2 separate regions of the Sus scrofa genome follow, and region 2 is linked to region 1. A link is a contact called in public promoter capture Hi-C data. All regions are on one chromosome and are shown on one strand. Each heading gives the region's core, a stretch centred on a gene start, on an enhancer-like site or on the middle of the called end of the contact. The rest is flanking DNA. Distances are from core to core; before and after follow the strand shown. Region 1 holds the start of MED26 (mediator of RNA polymerase II transcription subunit 26). Region 2 holds the start of SLC35E1 (solute carrier family 35 member E1).

Evidence for each region. Promoter capture Hi-C pulls out the DNA fragments that hold promoters and counts their contacts.
Region 2: a contact with region 1 is called in a promoter capture Hi-C map of liver, with 5 times the contacts expected there. The contact joins the promoter of SLC35E1 here to the promoter of MED26 in region 1. A contact is called at or near these places in 1 of 5 promoter capture datasets (liver), 15 of 47 Hi-C or Micro-C datasets (blood, embryonic fibroblasts, epiblast stem cells and 5 more) and 2 of 2 datasets of contacts at active chromatin or transcription factors (alveolar macrophages and skeletal muscle).

Annotation. Positions count from the first base shown.
Region 1 is chr2:60,982,359-60,986,553 of Sscrofa11.1, forward strand. MED26 (mediator of RNA polymerase II transcription subunit 26) reads left to right here and starts at 1,875. Exons shown (of 3, transcript XM_003480761.4): 1 at 1,875-2,232. The coding sequence starts at 2,161. It overlaps LOC102160178 (a long non-coding RNA gene), which reads right to left and starts at 1,710. Exons shown (of 2, transcript XR_301790.3): 1 at 1,504-1,710; 2 at 473-694.
Region 2 is chr2:61,035,673-61,039,867 of Sscrofa11.1, forward strand. It overlaps SLC35E1 (solute carrier family 35 member E1), which reads left to right and starts at 2,153. Exons shown (of 6, transcript XM_003123474.6): 1 at 2,153-2,631; 2 at 3,010-3,080. The coding sequence starts at 2,205.

The sequences.
Region 1 (4,195 bases), core at 625-3,124:
AGTATCCATGAGGATGTGGGTTAGATCCCTGGCTTCACTCGGTGGCTTAAAGATCCTGAGTTGCCATCAGCTGTGGTGTAGGTCATAGATGAGGCCTTTGGGTGGAGGCCAGCAGCTGTAGCTCTGTTTCGATCCCTAGCCTGGGAACCTCCATATGCGGCAGGTGCAACCCTAAAAAGAAAAAGTAAATAAAAAGCAAGTAAGTAGAGTGCTTTTTAGATTTTTCTTAAATAACCTGACCCTTATGAAACAAATTATTTCTTTGTAACCCTTGATTAATATATATACATTATTAATATTAATACATATATTAATATTATATGAGTCAGAAATTAAAAAAAAGAGAGGTTGGAACGGGATGCTTGGAGGCGTGCTTGTTTTGCTTATCTGAAGTGAGATAAGGAATATCTCCAAATGGGCCCGTTTCCAACCTGGACCAGGTAAACAAAGCATCTCATTCTAGGAGAGAGAGTAAATTATTTGCCCATATTTATTTTCTCCTACAAGGGTGATGTAAAAGTTTTCACATGTGCAGAAGCAGGCAACCACAACCACGTGTGGAAACAGCCGTTTTTGTAAATAAAAATGCTTCCCAGAAACATGACAAATGCAAGACTAACAGGTGTAGCACAGATCCAAGGCGCACATGTGGTTTTCATCAGCTGCCTCTCTCCTGTTTTAAATCTAGGTCTTCCTGTAACAAACGAAAAAAGTTATTTCTCCCGAGGCTGCGACTAATAATCCACTCAGCCTGCCCTTTCATCCCGTCACATAACTGAGTATTTAGCAGAGCTTCCAGAGGAGACAGCAATGAAAGAAGGCGCGGGGGTCGGCTTAGACTTGACAGTTAACAATTCTGGGCTTGACCTAGAACTCTGGATGACCTTGGGCCTCAGTTTCCTTCTTTGTAGTGGAGATTGAGAGAATGAGGACTGAAGGGTCTTTCTTTTAAACCAGGGATTCTCTACAGGAGTCGATTTTTGCCAGCCAAGGGACCTCTGGCAGTGATTGGAGACATTTTTGGCTGTCCCAGGCGGGGGAAAAGGGTGCTACTGGCATCTAGTGGGTAGAAACCAGGGATGCTGCTGAACATCATGCAATGCACAAGACAGGCCCTACAACAGAGTGATCCCAGCCCCAAATGTCTGGGCAGGTTGACTCCAACGTTGCGAGCTTGGCGTAGATACAGGCTTGCAACGCTGGTGTCAGCTCAGGGGTTGGCTTTGGGGCTTTCCTAGCTGGGGCGGCGGCTCCCATGCGGGGCGCTTGGCTATCGCACATTTTCGGGATCCCGGCCCGAGGCGCTGCAGACCCGTGCTCGTATCAACGCCCTCTGGAGGGGGAGGGGCTGGAGTGTTCCCGCACGCTCAACTGACCCTTACACGCACAAATTCACTACGGGGAAGTCTGCTCCCCTGGCCCTCAGAAACGCAAATAGAGGGCTTGTGAAAGACCCCAGGCTCAGAAAACTTGGCAGCTTCTCCTGCCCGCGATTTCCATCACCTCCATCAGAACAGGGAAAGCTTTTCTCCCCGAGGAGAGGTCCTTCGGCTGCTCTGATACGGCCTCCCACAGCGCCGGAGTTCAAGGACTCGGCGCCCACCTAGCGTTTCGGTCGGAGACCTCGGCCCCCAAGCCGGGGCGGGGGCGGGGCCTGCAGGCGGTGGCCGTTGCCCCGCCCAACCGCCTCCCAACGGCTCCCTTGGCCGGGCGGCGGGGAGGAACCAAGCGGTGGGGCGAGTGCGCCTGCGCGCGCATGCGTATGGGTATGGGGCCGGGCCCGCGCGTGGCCCCGCCCAGGTTCGGCGTCTCTGCCCGCCCCATCTCCCAACCTCCTCAGCGTGGCGCCGACGCTGCGTGCGGCGCGGGTTACCCAGAGTGCTCCGCGCGAGGGTAGCTCACTGGAGTTTGGTTCTCGAGGCGGCGGCAGCAGCGGCAGAGGCTCCGGCGGCTCCTCCTCCTCCTCCGGTGGCGGCGGCGCCCCGGGCCTGAGCCCCGGCCCCGGCTCCCCCTCTGCCACCCCGCGCGCCCCCACTTTCTCCGGCGCCGCGGGGAACATGAGGCTCCGCTCCCGGAGGCCGGCGAGTGAGTGACCCCCGTCCCCCACCTCAGCCCGCCCGCCCGCTGGCCCGGCCGCTCCCCCCCCGCCTCGCCCAGGCAATGACAGCGGCTCCGCCGTCTCCGCAGCAGATCAGGGACCGGCTGCTGCAGGCCATCGACCCCCAGAGCAACGTAAGTGTCCACGGCACGGGCTGTGGTGGAGGCCGCGTGGGCCCGGGACCCTCCCCCTCCCTACTGCCTCTCTCCTGCCGGGTTCTGGGGGACCCGTCGGACGCTCACCTGCCCCCAAGGGCCGCTGCCATCTCGGCCTCTCGCCCCTCGGGCCCGGGTCGGGGCAGGTCGGGCAGCCCGGCGGCGTTCGGTACGTGAGGCCGAGGCTTTCGTGAGGCCTGGGCGGAGGGAGCAGATGGGAGCTGAGACCAGAGCTTTTCCTCAGTTCCCGCTCCAGCTCTTCGACCCTTGCTGCTACTGACAGAGCTCGCTTGCCTTTTCCTTCCCGGGAGACCCCCGACCCCCGGGAAGCCCTCCCGGCGCGGGGGAGGGGAGAGGGAAAGGCTGTGGAGCAACTGGTGTCCGGGGTATGATTCGGGGATCCCGTGTCGCCAGTGTCTCGGCCTTCTGGGTGATCGGGAAGTCCTTCGCTTTCCTCCCGGCTGGAAGCACCTTCCCGGCTTCGGAGAGAATCCCTCGACTTGCTTTGCCCCTAGCCGGCTGCCTAGGGCGCGTAAAGAGTCCTCTTCGGTTCTGAGAGTGAACATGTCTTTGCAGGATCCCTCCTGGGGTCGCTGCTGACGGAAGACGATCTTGTGGAGAGTGGATTCTTTTACCTTTCTGGGCCTGAGTACTCACTGCGTCTCTGACCAAGCCAGAGCCCCGCTTTTTGGTAGTGAATTAGAGGTGATTGTTTTCTCTCCCATTCCCCCCATAGCCCTCCTTCAGCTGTCTCTTCCCCCTACCTGGGGTCCCAGCCTGTTGGTTTGTGACCTAGACCATCCGGGTTAACCTCAGGGTGTTGCTTTCTCAGACGCTCCTCTACCCAGGCTGCTGTTTGTAGAGGGATCTTCCCTGCCCCCTTCCGTGTGTGGGGGGAAAGATTCATTGAGTTCTCATATCTTCTCTGAGTGGTTGCTGGCCATAAGGGTCATTTTTCCCTGTGGCAGGAGCAGGTTCAGCAGTAGGAAGATGCAGTAGCATCCAAGTAAGAGATGAGTCCCTGCATTTCCTGGGAGACCAGGAAGTGGCCCTTAAGATCATTTTTTAATGTACTGGGGCTAGAAGGAAAAACCCTCTTGGGCTTGGCCAGGTAACTCAGGTTTCTATCACTATGGAGGCTTTTGCTTTTCTTTTACAGGAGTTTGGCTGATTACTTTTAGCAGTAGGCTTTAGCTTAGCATTTTTAGAATTCATGTTGGATTGTACAGTTTTGGTAGATATAGAGAAGTTATGCTCTAAGACTCTGATTTCTATATCATAAGTAATTCTGTTGTTCCTGGTCTACAGGCCCTATTAGAGTAGCCGTGGTGGTAATTGTCTTTAACAAATGTTGTATACATTTTTTTTTATGACTTTGGGGGTGGACTAGGCACAAAGTATATAAGATCTTGCAGGATTTTTGCAGTAACTGGTGCCGCAGAGGTTCCCAAGACTGAAATATTAGAGGATAAAACAAGTGATGTGAAAAATGTAGCCTTGGTGTCTTTTGCATCAGTCAGAGTGTAATTTCTTGAATTCCATTTGCGTGTTTGCCTTCCAGAGAATCTGAAAGGTTCCTGAGATATTAGCACTGATCCTTAATGCCATCTAGGAGAGCTTTGGGATCAGGAGGGGCTTTGATGCATAGTCCCCGTATTGTAGATTAGGTGGGGCAGTGACCTCAGGGGTTCCAGTGTTGTGTAAGGCTCTAATCTGAAAGGTTCCTCCTAGGAATACAGGAGGAAGAGGGTCCAAGCCCACCATTGTGTTGTATGTTATGGTATTCACATTTCACATGGCTTATTTGGGACAACTCTTGTGATAGGTGTGTGTGGAATCTTACTAATGTAAATGTAGTGGATAGAATTGAGAAGTTGCCTCTGAATATGAGTGATGAGAAAGTGCCTCCTTTAAATGCTGCTACTGTCAGTGTCAGCCCTGA
Region 2 (4,195 bases), core at 903-3,402, 54 kb after region 1:
ATTGTTTTTAATTTGGTCCTTTATAGCCATTATAGTCCTTTCTGGATTAGCCAAGTAGACATGGACCCTGAGTAGCCAGACTGTGGGGAGGAGGGCAGGGCAAAGTTGCCAAGTCAGCCTGTTAGCTTTCCACCTGGAGACTGACCCCTACCTTGCCTTTCATGCTTTCAGGGCCACGATGCTTCTCCCACATCAGGTCACCTCTTAGCTTTGGGTGACAAACTGAAGGGCCACATCTGTCTCCATCTATACCTCACCTTTCTCAGACAGAGAAGCCCCCCCCCCAGCAGGCTCTGCAATTCAAGTTTCAGTGACCTTGTCCTATCCCCTAAAATATTTGTAGTTCTTATACCACATGGTTCAAAACTCTTGTCTGGCTCCAGGCTCCAGGCTGGGCCCTGGCTCCAGGCTGCTAGCTTCCCATGCAGGCCTAGGGCTATCTTAGTATCTGGATGGGGTTGACTTAAACAAAAAAAATTTTTTTTCCCTCCCTTAACTATAAAGTGATAGCCTTTTAGTTCTTCCCCCTTGTCCCTGAAACCATAAGCTAAGACTTCTGTTTTCTTGTTTTTCCACTCTGGAATAGGTCATCTTGTTTCAAGGTGAGGAGCAACTTAATTTCACAGATGAGAAAGCAACTACCCCTTTAGAGGGGTAGCCCCACAGAGCAAACCAAGAGGTCTAGGGACATTCAGTCAACCCTGAAGCATAGTTTCAAAGCCAGTGGAGATTTCTGACATAGCTTTGAAAAAGACTCCTAAAAAGTGGGTGAAGTGGCTTTAAGGGCAGTCCGAAGTTGAACCCTGCCCCTGCCATCTACCAGCTGTATGATATGCAAGTGCTACTCCAGAGCTGTGAGGACTAAAAAAATGGTCAAAATTTAGGACCAAAGGGGGAAAAAAAAGCATATCAGCAGTACCATTTGTGCTGCGGAGTAACTACTTTCCTAATTCCACTGTACCTGTTTTCTCACCTGCAATGTGGCCAGCTGATCACAGGTCCCAAGGATATTAGTCTGTGACAAAGTATCATAGACACAGCTGGAACATATTAGGATTTCAGGTTGGTGTCCTAGGATCATCTCTTTATCTCATACCTACGCTTTGGGGGAGGTGACTGTTCCCCCACCCATGCAGGGACCACATCTCCAGCTCTTGAGTACCTAGTAAGCCCTGGGGTACAGATACTGCTTGCCTTTGAGAACACACGGCTAAGACTTCCCACCAATATTTTGGAGACCAAGTTGGGTTGCCGCTTTGTTCTTTGCTAAGAACACAATGGAAGGGAATTTTTAACACTCCATCCACCCCCACCCCGCAAAGTTGTAAGTACAAAGTCCTTTAGTAACAGAAGATCAACTTGCTGAAAACACCGTCTTGTTTTCCTTGGGGCTGCTCTATCCCCGCCAGTTCTTGGTGCATCAAGCAGTCCGGGCCGGCACCACGCCCCTCCCTCCAGCAAACCCTTGGGATAGGTGCCCACGGATGCTGCCATTACCGTGACTCCCAAATTGTTCGCAGGACTTAAGCCACGTCGCTTCCCTTTTCTGGGTTTGGTCTGTCGGTCTATGAAATGAAGATAATACCCAACCTGAGTGCACATCGCGGTGGTTCCCAGAACGTTCCCTCGGGCGCTGTGAGCTGGCCCCTCTGTTGGATTCCGGCCAAGGGAGTTCGTTCCCAGTTTGAAGAAAGAATTTTGCCCATGGAGACGTCTTCACAATTCGGTTTCTCTCCCCGAAAGGTCTGGTCTTTTACCTTTGGTGTCCGGCCCGGCCATCAGGAATCTAGCTGGAGGGCGCCGATGCAGCGCAGACACCGAGGTTTGACTCGCGAGCTCGACGCCAGCTCACGGACGCCGACGTGGAGGGGCCCTAATGCTACCGCCCTCTCGCCCGCTTGTGCTTGGGGCTCCGGACCCGTGTCCCCGGCCTTAGCCCACAACTCCAGGAACTTTCTGGGATCAGTCCCTGTTCCTTCTCTCTGCTTCCGGGGCAAGCCCCGCCCTCTCCGGAAGCCCACCAGTAAGGGGCGCGGCCTGCGCTAGCTACGTGGTGGCTGGCGCGTCGGTCGGCGCGCGGCGGTGATGCAAGCAGCGATGACCAATAGGAAGCGCTATAGGCCACCGCTCCCGCCCCCGCCGGCCCCGCCTCCGCCCGGCGTCGGGCCGTCGGACGGGCGGGAAGGGGCGGCCGCTTGGGAAGGATGGCGGCAGCGGCTGCGGCGGTGGGAGTGGGCGCGGGCGCCGGTGGCCCAGGAGCTGCAGGCGGCGGCAGCGGGGCGCGTGAGGGCGCGCGGGTGGCGGCGCTGTGCCTACTGTGGTATGCGCTGAGCGCGGGCGGCAATGTGGTCAACAAGGTGATCCTGAGTGCTTTTCCATTCCCCGTGACCGTGTCGTTGTGCCACATCCTGGCGCTGTGCGCGGGGCTCCCGCCTCTGCTGCGCGCCTGGCGCGTGCCCCCCGCGCCGCCCGTCTCGGGCCCTGGGCCCGGCCCGCATCCGTCGCCCGGCCCGCTGCTGCCGCCGCGCTTCTACCCGCGTTACGTGCTGCCGCTCGCTTTCGGCAAGTACTTCGCGTCAGTGTCCGCGCACGTCAGCATCTGGAAGGTGCCTGTGTCCTACGCGCACACCGGTGGGTGCCGCGGCTGGCCTGAGGGGAGGCGGCCGGGAGCACGCCGCCCCGGGCTTCGGCGCTTGGGTAGGAGTGCGCCAGACGACCTGGAATGCGGCCCTAAGTCCACTTCTCTCTGGAAAGCGCTGAGAGCGCTTTTAGCAGGAAAGGGACACACATAAGGGTCTCCGGGAAGGAAGGGACTGAGAAGATGGCTGGGAGCTGAGCAGGGCGGAGCAGAACAGTTGGGTTGCGGGGAAAACCCATAGAAAGAGAAGAGCTGAAGCAGTTTGAGGGGCTGCCAAGCCTTTCTATCCTTCCAGTGGAGTTGAGACCGAATTCCAGGGTGGGTTCAGTGACTAGAGTGGTTCCCTGAACGCTCCTTGCCTCTCTTTGCAGTCAAGGCTACTATGCCCATCTGGGTGGTTCTCCTGTCCCGGATCATCATGAAGGAGAAACAGAGCACCAAGGTAACCCAGAAGGGCTTTGGGCAGGTAGGGGCCCAAGGGCCTCCCAGCTGTTGCCCAGCTGCTGACGTGGTACAGGTTCCTGGCATGGGCTGCCTGGCTTCCTGTCAAATAAGGAAGTCAGCTTAGAGACTTCTGGAGGCGCTTTTGCTGCTACTGTTCTGGAATCGCTGGGGCGGTGGTGTGTGAGGTGTGTATTCTTGAGTTGTCTTTGCTCTATGGTCTTGGAATGCTGCCATCTATCTCAGGCCCAGTTTTGATTTCCTGCATGGGGTTGCTGATAGGCAACTTGGACAACTTGGTTGCATCTTGACCACACATCCCCTGATGCTCCAGTGGGGTCAAGGTTGTAATACCTGACTCCTTGCTGGAACAGAACTCTTGACAGTTTCACATCTTTGCAAGAGATAATGGTCAGGTTGGGGGTTTCTAGGGTCAGAAGACATGAGATGCTAGTCAGAGGAATCTGATTTTGGCAAAGCCCAGCAAAGTCTTCGAAATAAAAACAGCCAGGAATTGTGAATGTCTGGGTATGGAAGTGAAAGCAACATGCAGAACCCAGGGCTGCATAGGGAAGATGCTTTGGGCACAATCCAGGGTTTGTTAAGATTCCAAGCCAGGGTATTTCCTGGCTTGAGGCGAGAGAAGTTGTGGCTTCAGCCAGAGACAGCCTTGCCCTGTGTCCTTAAGTGGAAGTGGAACTCCTGTAGTCCCAGCTGGAATCCATTTCATGCTGGACAGAGCGCCTGTTTTCTCTGTGGTTGGCTTCTGGCATCTTGTATTTTTTGTAACTTAGAATGGCCGTGCCCCGAATCAGCTTATAGATATTGGGCCACCTCTGGCTGATTTTTCTTTCAGCCAATCTTTTTCCTTGCGAGATCTGGGTGTGCTTTGCAGCCCGCCCCCAGTGTGATTCAGGTGTGACTTGTCTCCCCAGGTTGGAGTTGCCCAGCAGGTGGGCAGCTGCATCTCTCAATATCACATCGTGTTTATCAGATTTCCTGTTGTAAGGGACATTGTACCTGGCTTGGGCAGGGAACCAGAACCTTAGACAGTGAGGAAAGACAGGGGAATGGCTTAGGCAGGAGACTAAAGATAATGATACAGTAAGTATGGCC